Regions from separate parts of the Rattus norvegicus genome. Here region 2 is linked to region 1. A link is a contact called in public Hi-C data. All regions are on one chromosome and are shown on one strand. The core of a region is the stretch at or near the end of the contact, and the rest is flanking DNA. Distances in the headings are between cores, read along the strand shown.

The links. Hi-C and Micro-C count contacts between places; a contact is called where the count stands out from the background.
Region 2: a contact with region 1 is called in a Hi-C map of liver, with 10 times the contacts expected there. The contact joins the promoter of Cited2 here to the enhancer-like site in region 1. A contact is called at or near these places in 3 of 12 Hi-C or Micro-C datasets (kidney, liver and psoas muscle) and 1 of 1 datasets of contacts at active chromatin or transcription factors (oligodendrocytes).

The regions. Positions count from the first base shown.
Region 1 is chr1:13,932,741-13,938,076 of GRCr8, reverse strand. It overlaps LOC134484951 (a long non-coding RNA gene), which reads left to right. Exons shown (of 2, transcript XR_010062774.1): 2 at 658-1,250. Among named protein-coding and RNA genes, the nearest start is that of Cited2, 200 kb to the left of the region's middle. Within about 2 kb of position 2,311, at least 8 of the 93 cell types and tissues checked have an H3K27ac peak or open chromatin away from gene starts, as enhancers often do.
Region 2 is chr1:14,130,861-14,135,770 of GRCr8, reverse strand. Cited2 (Cbp/p300-interacting transactivator, with Glu/Asp-rich carboxy-terminal domain, 2) reads right to left here and starts at 3,468. Exons shown (of 2, transcript NM_053698.3): 1 at 3,243-3,468; 2 at 1,025-2,767. The coding sequence starts at 2,759. The coding sequence ends at 1,950.

The DNA of each region.
Region 1 (5,336 bases), core at 1,062-3,561:
GTGGGGAGAGATACAGGAGGAGATAGGCATGATGAGATATAAAAGAAGATAAACAGATAGGGCCGGCTAAAATTAACCAAATAGAACAGAAGGGAGTATTTGTGGGGAGAGGAAGGGAATGAACCAGAGGGGACTTAGATCTCAGCAGGATGCCAGCAGGGGAGGAGGAAAATTAGAACAAAGTATAATGACATATATATATATATATGTGTGTGTGTGTGTGTGTGTGTGTGTGTGTATGAATTATATATATATAATATATGAAAATGCAACGATGAAACCCATTAATTTGTATCCTAACTTTAAAAATTAATAAATTTTTATTGCAACAGCAAAAGAGCAAAACCAACCAGTGACATATTTTGGAACTAAGGAAAAAGTTAAATTCCAGATTAATGTCATGTTAACATACAGAAAATGTGGGAGACATGACATTTATACAGTCTTCTGGGGAAATAAGTTTAAATGTGTTAACAAAGCTAAAGTCACCCAAAGCGGATGACTGGTCATTTTTGAGACTCTTGTCAAACTTTATATATGCCTTCCCCTCTAGAGAGCCCATGAAGCCCACAAGTACCACAAGGTTTTTGAAAGCATCAAGCAGTCCTGACTCTACCCACATACTAGTGATCATTATTTTATCGCTCTTCTCAACAGGGAGGAAGTTGAGCTTTTAAGGACAAATGGATCCGGCAAGGATTTAAAGCTCCATCAAAGAGGTGCATTATAAAATATATTCTAGCAGGAAGAACACTACCTACCCATGACACGAAGTTGGACCAAGGCTGCTCTTGGATTGCATGACTTTGAATACCTTCATTGTTCCTTCTGGGTCATAGCACGCTTAGCTTAAAGCACACTCACAGTCATGGGTTCGAGGCCCATACAGTGAGTTTTCATCACCAAGCCTATCACTCCCCAAACTTTCTGTAGCTGCTGAGATAGATTCACCTTCTTTCTAGTTTCTTCGTAGTCACTGTTTGCGAGGAGAAGCCGAAGTGATGGCCAGTGTTAGAAAGAGGAAGGCCTGCAAAACATTGATGACTATCATAGGACTTTAAGGGCTGGCTTACAGCTCTTGAGCAGAATCTCAAAGCACAAGCAGCCCTGTGCAGGAGCTCGACTGGGCACTTTGTATGTTATTTTGTTGAGTTAACAAGGAATAGAAGAGTTTAATAAAGTCCTTGTTGATGCGTTTGTCTAAAGGAACATTCTGCCTTTTAATTTCGGATTAAAATTCTGGATTTTAATTTCGTGTTGACTCTAGTATTGTTTTAGCCATGTTCCCTGTGGCTGTGGTTGCTCTGGTGGTCTCCCTTTCTTACAAGGTGTCTTTAAACATTCCATTATTATAACATTATTATTATTATAACATTTCTTTCTTTTTCCTTTTTCTTTTCTTTCTTTCTTTTTTTGATTGGTTTGGTTGGTTTTTTTGTTTGTTTGTTTTTGTTTGTTTGTTTTGAGACAGGCTTTTTCTGTGTAGCCTTGGCTGTCCTGAAACTCACACTGTAGACCAAGCCACAAAATCACAGAGGTCTACTTGCCTCTGCCTCCCAAGTGCTGAGATTAAAGGCATGTGCCCCAACACTTTACCATAACATAATTGTATGTTCAGCCTGATTTAGCCTACTGGATTGACTCAAAGGCATACTTCCTTTTCCTTTCAAGTGTGTTGAAATTAAAATACTGCCTTTTATGTTGTTGCTAGCCAGGACCAAATACAAGAAGACTCCTTTTATTTATTTATTTTTCCCTCACAAGTCTTTAGATTCTGATTTCAGAATTCCATATATTCAAAGCTTGCCCTGAAAGTTTCGATAGGGAGAACGGCTCTTTTAGAAAGCTTGGGGAAAACACTTGGGGAAACGGTAGGGTCAGGCTGGGTCACGAGCCTTTGTGGGGCCAAAGTCCAAAGCAACAGGCAAGAGGCAAGCACTCCTTGCAAGCCTTGCAAGTGTCTTCTTTTTTAAAACTTCTGCTTACAGAGTCATTAGAACACTTTCTCTCTCTCTCTCTCTCTCTCTCTCTCTCTCTCTCTCTCTCTCTCTCTCTCCCTTTCTCTTTCTCTCTCTCTCTGTCAGTGTGTGTGTATGTCTGTGTGTGTGTTTTATTATTTCAGCAGTTCCTTCTACAGGGCCGTGTTCTCCTTATGCACAGAAGCCCTGTTCAAACATTACCAAGAAGACTGATAAGAAGAAAAAGAATCCACTGATGAGTTCTCAGAAAGAAAGCATTAGATTTAACTACGGGGCAATACTGCTGTGATTACTCGGCCCAGCTGACTGCAAGGTTGCCAGGCAGCACTCGCTCTGCCAAGAATGGGGGGAGAATGAGGCAACCATGTGGTTTGTATTACCAGCATCTTTTTTTCTTTCCCCCTAAAGTTTTTCAAGGTTCAGAAAGAGAACGTCACCCGCAATGATAATTCGGTTTGGAACAACTACTTTACCAGCGCTGTGTTCGGCAACTGTTGATTTGTTTGGATCCTAATATGCGAGTTCGCATTTTCACAATGCGGATGAGATAAAGCACAGCGTCTGTCAAGATCCCACTGGATGCAAATAGCCAAGTCTCAGGCCAATTCCCGCGTTTTCAGAAAAGAAAGAAAAAGATTAAAAACCACCCTGGCATTTTCTCTGCTTCTACTTGCAGCCTTTTAAAAAGACAGCTCAAAAAAAGAAAGTGAAGCAGCTCTCTTCTGTTTATTGGGTCCAGTCCATTTAGAGTTGGAGTTGATTAAAAAAAAAAAGTCATAATTTGCCACAAACTAATTAATCTGTGTAAAAACCATAAAATTCAAATGTTTTCATTTTTTTTATCATCTGAGTATTTTTTTCACTTACAAGAGGTTGACGAATCTAAAATTATTCAGACTTCGGAATAATCTTGGCTCTTCCTGGAAACACTATTCTCAGGAAGTCTGAAATACCAAATTTCAACAAATGATTCAGTTCTTAAGCAAATTTGCAAAGTCATACAGTTTGTGGCTCTGCATTGATTTTAGTACAATTCCTCCTGAATGAAGCCCCCTTCTTCACAGAAATGCATCTACCTCTGACCCTGTCTACTACGTCAGCCTTTCTATTATGCTGATTTCGTGCAGCTCTAAAAGAAACAGAGTTTTAAGAAGTCATTTTCTTCAAAGCTGTTGTAGTTCAGATGTTCTTTTTGACTATTAGTTTTAAGTCTTCGGAAGATCTACTATGACCACCCCTGGAAAGAAGGCCTTTCTCCCAGGGGATCTAAAGAATCCATAGCTGTGGCAGTCATACATTTCTGCTAAGACTTTCAAACAAAGAGGAAAAACTCCATTTGTCAATCATGATGCCCTGGTCTAAGCAAAAACGAGGGCCTGTTTAGTGAGAGTCTGTCAAGAATAGTCATTTGGACTCCAAAATTATGCTTCAGAGAACACTAAATCAGTTGTCAAAATATAACCTTTGTCCTCAAAGCAGTGTGATTCTACATAGCATCTGTCTGTCTGTCCAACCCTTTCACTGAAGGCTTTCAGCAAGAATTAGTGAATTCTTATTGTGTTATAGGCATCATCCTGGACTGTGGACACAGAGATTAAAAAAAAAAAAGAAAGACACAACTCTATTCACAAGGCCAGTGTGCTAGAGAGGAGACAAAATGGTCCTAAGAGATGAAACAGACTTGAATAAATTGTTACAATCAAATAAAACAGGCACTGTAATGGCTGGGAATAGAGAACATGTGGGAGACTGGATATAAGAGGATTTTGTCCAGGATCCTAGTAGACGACAGCTTTTCTTTTCAAATGCCTCTTAAAATTCATGGAAGACTTACTGTCTGAGATCAGTTTATTTTCCTCTTGAGATGCACAGGATTAGTAGTGCTATCTTAAGGAATCCACCACAGAGCTGTATGGTTAAGGTGTTCTAACATCGTTTCCAGAGGGAAAAGTGTTCACTGGAGAATGTGAATAAGGAGAAACAACGGTGTGGTAGATGTTGACTCTGGGGAAGCAGGTGGGAGCCGTGGGGGTAGGGTGGGAGGCGCGGTTGCCCTTTATTAGAAATAATGATAAAACTTTTCAGGGTAACATGTTAATCTGCAAATGGGCACATGGAATTGTGCTGGCTGGCTTTAACTTGACACAAAGTAAAGTCATCAGAGGGAAGGAACCTTCAACTGAGAAAATACCTCTCTGTAAGCCTGGGTAGCAGGCACACTTGAAGAGCAGCAGTTCTCAACCTGTGGTTCAAGACCCATTTCACACACCTCTGTCTCCAGAAACGTTTACATTATCATTCATAACAGTAGCAAAATTAAAGCTATGAAGAAGCAAATAAAATGATTTTATGGTTGGGGGGACCACTACAACATGAGGAACTGTATTAAAGATTTCTAGCATTAGAAAGGTTGAGAACCACTGCTATAGCATATTTTATAATTAGTGATTTATGGGGAAGGGCCCAACCCATTGTGGGTAGTGTCATCCTAGGCTCATGCTCCTGTGCTCTATAAGGAAGCAAGATGGGGAAGCCATGAGGAGCAATCCAGTAAACAGCATCCCTTCAGGAACTCTGCATTAGTTCCTGCCCTAACTTCCTTCAGTGATGAACTACGATGTAGAAGTACAAACCAAATAAACCCTTTCTCCTCTCACTTACTTTTAGTCATGGTATATCGTCATAGCAGTATTAACCTTAACTAAGACAGGCACTACTGATGTGATAACAAGTCAGATATGATTTCTTTCAAGAATATTTTGAAAATTTGCCTTTAGTCACACATAGTCAGTTTGACATTTCTAATTGATTCCGATGATTGTTTGGATTCTCTCTAGTGGATCGTGACTCGTTGAGAAGCTAGGTAAGGCATCCTTAAGGTGTTTGCATGCCTCAGAGATCAGAGTTAACGTCTTTAAGGCATCACCTCAGGTACAAATTACCAGGAAGTAATTTGATTCTGCAAGTTAAGTTTTAATATTTCCAGTGCCATCAAGCTGTATGAACGTTGCGATGCTTTTTAAGTTGACACAGCCTATAATGATCTGGAAAAGGGGTATTTTTTAAAAACAAATATATATTTATTTTATGTTTACCTATGTGTATGTGTCTTTGTGTGGGTGTTTACATCCATGTGCCAGTGTGAGCAAAGGCCAGAGACACTGTCCTCCAGGGATCTTGAGATATAAGTTGCTATGAATTGCTTGAAGTAGGCACTGAGAATCAAAATTCTGTTCTTCTGCAAGAGCAGTCTGTACTCTGAATCTCTACGCCATCCCTTCAGTTCCTGGGAGGAGAATCTTAATGAGAGATTATCTAGATCAGTAGGCCTGTGGGTATGTCTGTGGGGAATTGTTT
Region 2 (4,910 bases), core at 2,219-4,718, 200 kb before region 1:
AAGCACAAAAAGGGACCGTTCTTTAGAAGCAAGGTTTGCATGTAAGACTTTCTCAGTCTGCATTTCCTTACTTTCTCTCCATAGGGTCAATCCGAATCTGTTTCTTCTTGGCTGAGGATCTGCTGCTCTTAAAAGCCAGAAAACAGGACAGGAAACAATCTAACTCTTCTCTCACCTGGGGTGATCTGACACTTTAACAATCTTTCTCTTCCGCTTGGTTATGTAAGGGTATCCTTGACACCCACTGAATATGGCTTTGGTCTGCTTAAAGCCTCTGCTCACCCAGGTTGTTAAAATCATTTTATACTGAGGTCCCTGGCACCTAATGCATGGGACAGTGGCAGCTCAGAATTCTGGAAAACGGGGCATGCTTGGGTGGGAACATGTTATGAAGGCTGTAATTTGACCTTTGAATCAACCTCTGAGTGAAATTTAAATATTATTGGAAGCCTCAAGGTAGGGTTCCACCCCCTCTTCCACCCAGAACTGCAAACCAGTCAGAAGCTATTTGAGATTAAGCTGGAAGATGTGTCTATCCTTAGCAACTCTGCTCAGAAATAAAATTATTCGTCACTTGAAATAAAGGTAATTTATATTTAATGCCACCCCATCTATCACTCAGTATAATATTCTAGTCCATCTCCTTTTAAGTAGTTGAATCAGAAACACACTCCCCACCACCACCACCCTCCACCCCCAGTGAGAAAGATTTAATATTGCTAGCCTTCCTGGCCAAGGAATTCACTGGAATTGGATGCAGCTAAGAAATAACAAAAACACTTTGACAACTTCTCAGCCTTTGATTAAACCACAGCAAGGGGCAGGCTCCAAAGGTAACCATGTAGCATTACGCCACTTATCTTAAATCCTGCTCTCCCTTTAAGCTCACCGTGACCTGTTTTAGTGTCCTGAAACTTATCCTTTGGAAAGCTTACTCTTAATAACAAATAGAACGGAACAGACATCCCCCCCCCCAAACACCCCCCCACACCCACCCACAAATGACTGACTTTTAGAAAACAAGTTATTTCTTAACTTTTTATTGACATTGGCAAATTAAAATAGAATAAATTAACAAGTATTTTTTCAAAAAAATGTTTTGTACAAAAATACTGTCAAAATTTCCTAAAAAGCTTTCAACACAGTAGTATCTTTTCATGTACTGAATATAACTATTAGCACAGTGTCAAAAATGTTGAAGACAGAAACAAAATAAAAATCTGTGAAATGTTTGCCACTGACGACATTCCACACCCTATTTATTGTCTGTACATATGGGGGAGGGGGAGACAGCCAACTTGAAAGTGAACGGTATGACTTTTCCTGATCCAGAACGGTTTGGCCCACATCTGTTTTAATCTTCCAGTTTAGCATATTTGAAAACTTAAGTCTGTACTCGAATGCATAGTTTAAAAAAAAAATGAAGCGAGACGGCAGTTTGTGCAGTAATATCTGCCCTTCAAAGTTCATGCAGCCAAGAAATGCAATTTTTCCTTTCACTCATAAATCTGAATGCAGTGCGCAGTCATTTGAAACCATCTACAAAATCCACAAGATTAAGCAGTTTGCCAAGCTTAATATCTAACAGTTGAGCACGGGAGAAAGTGAGGAAACAAGGAGTAAAAACAAACAACAAAAAAGACCAAGTTAGCTAGATACTTTCAACTACATAAGGGAGGTGGATGTCAAGTCTACAAAAACGAAACAAGAACAGGAAAAAGTGGCAGCAATCTTTTTTTTTTTTAAACCAATTTGTACAAGTTTATAGTTTACTTTGTTTCCAGGTTCTCAAACCTTTCAGGATCTGAAAAGTGAGATACTGCGTCTAAGGGAATGTTTTTGTTTTTTTGTTTTTTTTTTGTTTGTTTTTGATTTTTTTTAATTCACACCGAAGAAGTTGGGGGTGGGGGCAGGGAGGGTGATTTCTTTCAGCCGCGAGGTTAACCGAGTCAACAGCTGACTCTGCTGGGCTGCTGTTTGCACACGAAGTCCGTCATAAAATCAAACTCATTTTGGCCCAGCCAGAGTTCTGGCAGCTCCTTGATGCGGTCCAAACCCATCTCTATCACTAAGGACATAAGCACTTCCTCGTCGATGAAATCAGTGTCTATGACATTGGGCGGCAGCATTGCCGCGGGGACGTGAGCCACCGAGGCGGGCATGGTGCTGCCACCGCCACTGCCGCCCGCGCTGCTGCCACCCGCGCCGCCCGAGGTGCCGCCGGAGCCGCCGGGGGTGCCGCTGCCACCCGCGCCGCCAGGGGTGCTGCTGCCTCCACTGTGCTTGGGGTTGCAATCTCGGAAGTGCTGGTTTGTCCCGTTCATCTGGTGGCCTGCAGCGGGGTGCAAATCCGGCATGTAGTGGTTGTGGGGGTAGGGGTGATGGTTGAAATACTGGTTGTTGAGCTTCTGCAGCTGCATGCTGGCCGGCAGGGAGCCTCCCTGGCTGGCCACAGGGGGACCCATGAACTGGGAGTTGTTAAACCTGGCGGCCGGGGCCAGAGCGCTCGGGGGGTGCCCCCCGTTCACAGTCCCCGGCCCCATGGCGTGCCTGATGCCGCTCGTGGCATTCATGTTGCCCGCGCCGTAGTGTATGTGCTCGCCCATGAGGGCGTTGAAGGCGTGCTGGGGCTGCTGCTGCTGGTGGTGATGCGGGCTCGGGAACTGCCCCATGCCCATGCGGTGGGCAGGGTGGTGGTGCAGCCCGTTGGTGCCGTCGGGGAAGCGACCGTGGTTCATGGCCATCATATGGTCTGCCATTTCCAGTCCTGAAAGCGAAACGAGCAGACGCTGAAACCCGCGCCACACGTGTCGCCCACCAGAGCGCACCCCACTTCTGTAGCCTCCCGAACCCGCGCGCACGTCAAGCTGCAGACCCCTACACCCCCCAAGAGAGAACCCACCAGCAGCCCGTGCACCCGAGCTCGCTACCTCGGCGGACCTGCTGCCTGCCGGATCCGCACAGCCTGGCGCTGAGCGACCAGCCCCTTCCCCTGCGATCCGGGGAAAGAGGAGGGGGGACCGGAGCCCACACCCCCCTGGGTTCCCTGAAGTGGCCTAATAAAGGAAGTGCCCCGGAGCCGGGCCGCGAACTTCAGGCATTCAATCAACCCTCCTCACCCTGTGGTTGCACATCCTGTTGTTATTCCCCAGCTCCGCCTCACGCTCGTCCCCGGGGCCAGCCCTGCCCTCGGAGGACTAGGCTGGCAGCAGCCCTGGCTAAGCTTCGCCCGCCGCGCTCACCTTCCGTCTTTGCGATTTCGGCTCGGAACACCGAAGGCGGGCTCGTCGGGTCCAGGACCGGCTCAGCAGCACATAGAGGGGCAGCCGAAGGGCTGTGGGGCGCTCGCTGGTGCGAGGTTGGCGCCGAGGTCTTGCAGCAGCCGCTGGAGCAAATTCCGAGCCGTTCCCTTTTCTTTCCCTCCGCTGCCCTAGCCGCTCCTCAGGACCGCCAGGCAGCTGCCAACAATGAGCTGTGTTTCTCCGGGCTTTGGCCACAGTTAATATAAGGATCTCAGGAAGGGCGGAGCGAGAGCCTCCCCGGCGGCAAGCACGAACATACGGATTCAGGAACATCAAGCGCCCTGGACCGGGTCCTCCGCCGCGTCCGCGAGTCCGCGCTGCACGTGCGCAGCGGCTGCGCGCCTCGGCGCCGCCCAGCAGTTCCCCGGACTGTGGTGTCTTTCTGGCCCCCAAATGTGCGGTTGTGCCTGCCACCTCCGGGACAACGAGCTAATCCTCCCGGCCACCCTGTGCAAGGAAGCACCTAATGGAGAGGAGCAAGGAGCACTCCCCGCCTCCTTCTGGCCAGATCTCCCCACCCCCAGCTCGCTCACCCGGCTTACCCAGTGATCTGCCCTGCCCTCTACAGGAAAAAGGGGTTCGCTCAGCCTCCCTGCCCAGCAGAGTTTTCTTAGGTGCCAAACTCTCCCCAACCTGAGAAGAATGGCTATGCTTTCCCGAGCTAGATTTTTAAAGCCCTTGGGCCGATCGTGTCCTGTCCTCTGAGCGCGCTTTCCTGAGCCGTGCCTTTGTGCTTTTTGATACAGGCAGCATGTAAACCTAACTGAGGGGTTTTCTTCTAGTGGACGCACCCCTAACTCCCCATCTCCCGCTCTGCACCTCCACTCTTCAAGGACAGGGGTTGGGGGCGGGGAGCGGCAGCGGCTGCAGGTGGACCGAGCGCGCTCACAGGCCGGGGCGGCTCCACTCCCCGGTTCTGGGATCCACTCCGCACTTTCCGGCCTGCTCCACGCTCCGGGAGTACGTGTGCTTCTGCTAAGTTTGCGTTTGCAGCTCTTGGTAGCTTTGGCATCCGAGCTGAGGCGTCCCTGCTCTGTAAACAAACTCAGCGATCCTCGTCCCCAGATCCACCTTTTTGCACATACACAGTTACTTGCTTCTGCTGTTGCCCTTGATCCAGGAGGTGGGGGTGTGTGCAAACTTGCACAGCCTCCCTCCGGGCTCTGCCTGACGGTTTGGGGTTGATTTAGAAGCAAACGGGTTTGTAATTAAGAAATTCGAGGGCTGAGTAAGGCTGCTGCTGCAGCAAAAGGAAAACAGATAGATAGCTTGGTAATCGCTTTGTAAATAAAGTCGTTTTGGAAGTGGGCACGTAGCAGCACGTCCTGTATGGTACAGTGCGCGCACACACGGCCAGGAGTCTTCCTTTTCAGTGAAATTGTTCAGTGGAGCAATAGGCGGTGATAATAATAACCTTGCTTGCAGAACGAAGCACAACGAGCCCGATCGCCCATTTGGCTCATTGACTTGCAAATAAAACCCCTAACACTGGTCTGGGCCACTATCCAGTCCTAGCTCTCTTGCTTTGCGAGTTATTTTTCCTACCCCAGGATGAGGCTGCTTGGAGCGTGTATCTCTCTCTTTAAGTGGTGAAATCGAGTTTAGCGC